Regions from separate parts of the Muntiacus reevesi genome. Here region 2 is linked to region 1. The links are chromatin contacts, called in public Hi-C maps. All regions are on one chromosome and are shown on one strand. The core of a region is the stretch at or near the end of the contact, and the rest is flanking DNA. Distances in the headings are between cores, read along the strand shown. Region 1 holds the start of ZSCAN12 (zinc finger and SCAN domain containing 12). Region 2 holds the start of ZNF165 (zinc finger protein 165).

Evidence for each region. Hi-C and Micro-C count contacts between places; a contact is called where the count stands out from the background.
Region 2: a Hi-C map of blood shows a contact between it and region 1, with 2.9 times the contacts expected there. The contact joins the promoter of ZNF165 here to the promoter of ZSCAN12 in region 1. A contact is called at or near these places in 2 of 3 Hi-C or Micro-C datasets (blood and muscle).

Annotation. Positions count from the first base shown.
Region 1 is chr20:31,206,917-31,209,616 of mMunRee1.1, reverse strand. ZSCAN12 (zinc finger and SCAN domain containing 12) reads right to left here and starts at 1,301. Exons shown (of 5, transcript XR_010660005.1): 1 at 96-1,301.
Region 2 is chr20:31,446,316-31,449,015 of mMunRee1.1, reverse strand. It overlaps ZNF165 (zinc finger protein 165), which reads left to right and starts at 1,297. Exons shown (of 4, transcript XM_065912015.1): 1 at 1,297-1,369.

The DNA of each region.
Region 1 (2,700 bases), core at 52-2,551:
CTTGTCAAGGATACATTTTGTGAAATAGTATTAGACTTCATTCTGGCCTAGAAATCCATAATTCACTTCTCAAGACACCACATCTATGTTCTCACCTGATATCCTGGCTCATCCAACTCTCTCTCTAAATCCTCCAGCACAGTCACCACCTCTTCCCCACTCTCTGGATGCTGTTCCTGGACCCAGGCTTGGAGCTCCTCAGGCAAGATGGTCAGGAATTGCTCCAGCACCAGCAGTTCCAGAATCTGCTCTTTGGTGTGGGTCTCTGGCTTCAGCCACTGATGGCAAAGTTCCCGGAGTCGGCTCAAAGCCTCTCGGGGCCCAGATGTTTCCTGGTAGCAGAACTGCCTGAAGTACTGTCGGAAGACCTCCCTGCTGTGGGTGTTGTTCTTTTGCAGGTTCTGATACTGCTTAGTGGTGTATTTATGCTCCTCCTCCAGCTCCTCTTCCTCTATCTTTACTTCCAAAAGTTCATCCTGGTCCTTGTTGGCCTGGATAGACCAAGTACCTGCCATCATTGCTATGCAAAAGCTTATCAATGCTTCAAGCAAGATCTCCCGTGTAGCTTCTTTCTGGTTAGAACTGAGGGAGAAGCTATCATCATTAACCCAAACTACACCATAAACAAAAATTGCAAATTCTAAGAATTTAAATTTGCACTTTGAAAGCTGCCTCCAGGGTAATCTACTATACTCAGAGAAGTGCTCTGATAAAGAAGATTCAATAGACTAATTTAAAGAAAAAGAATAAGTAAAAGGTGCTAAGTTGTTTCAGGATTTTCAGGACAAGGAAAGTAAGATTAAGAAGGAAATATTTCCACTTAGTAATAGAAAAAAAGGAGGATTAAAAGGAATAAACAAACAGAGCAAACAAATTATAACAAAAAGCTGAGACATCCTTGAGTAGTTGCTTTTTAAATTCTTTTAAAACTCAGATGATGCATAATGGGAAATTATTAAGTCATAAAAGCTGCAGTTACATGAATTTATTTCCGCAGGGACTTAATCTCTCTGCTCCTGATTCTTTATCAAGCGAAAAAGCTGGAGACATTGGTTTTTCAGGCCCTCTTCTACCCTAGTAACTGTAATTCTAAATATAAAGGGATGCTTGTAAAAGAGGCCCTAGGACGTGGGTCAGCGCCTGTGACCGACGAGTGTTCGGAAATGTCAGATGGCGCAGAATCAAGAAGGGTACACAGCGCGAGGCAAGCCCGGGAGGTATGAGGCGCACAGCCGGGTCTCTCCCTCATCCCGGGCTGTGACCCCCTCCTCAAAGGGCTGGGGGCTAGCTTCTGCCTCAAGTAGCTTCTCGCGGACCCACCTGGGCCAGTGAGCACCAGAGGACGCCCCACTCCAGCCTGGCCCGATGACGGCCAGCAACCCACCCGCCGGGTCCGCAGCAAAAGCTCGCCCAACCACAGCCCCAGGATGCCAGCAGAAGTTTCTCTACCCGATTCAAGGGGGTGAGGTCTCGAACGGTTTCGGAACCGGAACCCAACAAGAGCGACCCACAAAGGCCGGAAGCGGCCGAGTACGGAGCATCCGGTCATTTCCGCCGCCACTCTAGGAAGAGTGAGCTCGCTACTCGGTAGTTCTCCCGTGCGCTCTCCAGAGATGACTACGGAGGATTCACAGGCCCGCGGTTTCACGATACTTTTCGCCTTCTGCTAATCTTCCGCGATACTTTTCGCCTTCTGCTAATCTTCCGATTGCTAGTATCCCCATTCCTCCAAACTGATGGGTGGTCGAGGCATGGCGAGCCTCTCTGAGCTAGGTAAATCCTATGCTTTTTCACTCTCACGTTTATTTGGGTTTCAGCACCTTTGATATTAAAGATGTCTCAAAGGGATTTCTCCCGAGGTCCTTCCAGACTCAGGAGGGGACCTCTTCTACACACTTCTCAAGGGTCAACCTGGCAGTTTCTGCTTACTTTTTCACTTTCTACAATTCCCTTTTATGCGCTAATGATAATGGGTATACATCTGAAAACCCATAGAGTTCAATGGGAAAACTAAAAGATAATTTAGTAAACTAGCAAAAATATAAAATTAACACACTGAAAACAGTACTTTCCTATGTGCAAATAACCAGTGATAAAAGGTACAACATATAATGGAAAAGAATACCTAATTTATAATAGTAACAGCAGCAGCAGCAACAAGAGGAAGAAAGAAAATAAGTGGGACTAACCGTAGGAAAAAATTGCAAAACCTGTATGGGGAAAACCTCCTGAAAGGCCAAATGTATAGTTAGACAAATAGAAAACCACATGCTAAAAAGACTGCTGAGAGTCTTGGTTCAAAAGACTCAATGAAGAAGTCAATCTTCCAAAATAAAAGTATCAACAAACACTGTTCTAGAGTTAGACAAATTGGTTATAAAGTTCATATGGGAAAATAAGAATAGCCATGATACTCTCTGAAGAGCAATAGTGAGGGACATACTAATCAGATATCACCACAAGTTATAAAGTCCCTACAATTGAGTGTGATACTGTGTAAGAACAGACAGAAATAGACCACACCCCAGGATTCTTGCCTGGAGAATCTCATGGACAGAGGAGTCTGGCAGGTTACAGTCCATTGGGTCACAAAGAGTCGGACACGACTGAGTATGCACACACCACGCACTAGACCGAGGTACATATGGATATTTAGTAAATGATGGTGGCATCTCGAATCAATGGGGGAAATGAAGGGCT
Region 2 (2,700 bases), core at 48-2,547, 240 kb before region 1:
ACAAAAACCATGAGGGTGTGGAGAAAACGAAACCCTTGTACAGTGTTGGTGGTGTAAATGTAACTGTGGGAAAGAGTATGGAGGCATCTCAAAAATCTAAAAATTGCCATATGACCCAGTAATTCCACTCCTGGATTTATATACAAACAAATCAAAAAAACACTAATTAGAAAAGATACATGCACCTCAATATTCATAGCAGCATTATTTATAATTGCCAAGATGTGGAAGCAACCTAAGTGCCCATCAATAGATAAATATATAAAGACTATATAAATACAATGGAATACTACTCAACCATAAAAAAGAATGAAATTTTTTTATCATTTGCAGCAAGGTGGATGGACTTGGAGAGAACTATACTAGCAAAATAAGTCAGACAGAAAAAGATAATATATATCACATATGTAAAATATACATCTGCATATATCACAGATGTAAAACCTAAAAAATAAAACAAACTTGTTAGTATAACAAAAAGAAATAGACTCATAGATATAGAGAACAAACTAGTGATTACCAGTGGGGAGAAGGGAGGGAGAGGAGCAAGTTAGGGGTAGGGAACTTACAGGTAGAAACTACTATAAATAAAATAGATAAGCTATAAGGATATATTGTATAGAATAGGGAATATACTTATAACAACAGAGCATTTTATAATAATTATAAATGTAGTATAACCTTTAAAAATTGTGAAATATGTGTACACCTGAAACATATTGTAAATCAACTATATCTCAATTTAAAAATTGAGACTGAAATGTCCTAAAGGAGATCAGTCCTGGGAGTTCATTGGAAGGACTGATGTTGAAGCTGAAACTCCAATACTTTAGCCACCTCATGCAAAGAGCTGACTCATTTGAAAAGACCCTGATGCTGGGAAAGATTGAGGCAGGAGAAGGGGACGACTGAGGATGAGATGGTTGGAAGTCATCACCGACTCAAAGGACATGGGTTTGGTTAGACTCCGGGAGTTGGTGATGGACAGGGAGGCCTGGCGTGCTGCGGTTCTTGGGGTCGCAAACAGTCGAACACGACTGAGCAACTTAACTGAACTGAACTGAGACTGAAATGGGCTCATTAAAAAGTTAAGGATGAGGCTCACATGAGATGTAAAGGCAAGCTTACTGCTACAGAGAGGAAAAAACGCCCCCTCCAAGCTCCGAGAGCTCCCAAGACTGGCAAAGATGCCTGGGAAATGGAGTCCCAGACCCTGAGGATACCCGAAGGCTTCTGGGAAGTGCAGTCCAAAGTCAGTCCGCCTCCTTCTGCGCAGCCTCAAAAGTCTCCGTGAAAGGAAGCCTTGAGAAGTCGTGCAGCGCCGTCCTTCCACCGGAAGTGTCCGATTGGAACCAGCCCTGTGGGAGAGGTGAGTCCGGGTCTGGGGACCCAGGTGTCCGGTCCTTTGTCTCCTTTAAACACCCAGTCCCTATCATGTTCCCTTCGGGATTGCAACATCCCTGTGACACTCTGGACCTGGGACCTCAGAGGAATCCCGAGGAAGTGTAGAACTAGGTTTGGCGTTGGGAAAGCGTTTGCGCCGCCCTATATCTGGAATGGATAGGAGTTTCCATAGTTACCCCGCCGCGCGTGACGTCATCGTTGAGCGGTGAGAGGGCGTGGTTTGGGGGACTACGGGCCTTCCTGCTGACTGAGATTTTTGGGGTCACTGGGAAAAGAAGTGACCTGACTCAGTTGGGCGAGGCGGGGAAGGGTGGCATCTGTCTCGGGCTGACTGCGTTCTGCCAGAAGAAACTGTCCCAGAGTCAGCCCCAGAGTCCTGCTCTCATCCTGGGAGGAGTAACCCGCGTTTTTTACGAAAAGTGGGACAGCTCCGGCATCCTCATGAAATTTATTCACATAGTAAATATTTAGTATTCCCTGTGTACTAGGGATGCCTGAAAACTAATATTGAAACGAGTATCGCGTTCCAGAATGAGAGACCAGACAGCAAAGCAAGCAAGTTAGCTGGAAGACCGGAAAATGCCTCTGTGAGAAACATAAGGTGCTGTGAGGGCCTTCGTCATCACGCACTGTGAATCCCCTGTTCCACTCTGTGACCTCTACTGGAGGTACAGCCCCGCATACCTCATACTTCTATTCCATGGTACACACCCGGAAGCTACCCATCCACTAAGAACCTACTCATTCAACAGGAAACCACAGTACCAGTTCTCCCGTGTAACTGATTACTCTTTACTCTCTTTACCAAACCTCCAATGTAACTAATCACTCCTTACTCTGTTGTAATATTTGTTTACATATTTGCTTAGCTAGTTTTGTAACGCTCCTCCTACACAGTGATTGTAAAGCACTAGATGCTCAAAAAATGTTTACTAGTTTAAGGTTATTAAGACATTTGAAACCCAGCTTTAGGGAGAATATATCAAGTCCTTGCAAATTAGATGATTTTTATCTAGAGTTGTGGGCTGTTTTAAGTGGATAAGAAGTGATTAAACATCTGAAGACAGAACTTTCAGCTATCTGAAAGTTAACATATGTTAACTTTCAGGTAACATATGTTGTAGAATGAGATAATGCCCATAAAGTATTAGGACACTACCTGGTAAACACTTAACACGTCTAGAAAACATAACAAGAAGTTAAATTAGCTCTCTATATCAAAAGAATGTCCCAATAAATTAGTAAGAATTGAGACAAAAAATCACAGCTCCAAACCCCCCTCCCACTTTCCTCCTC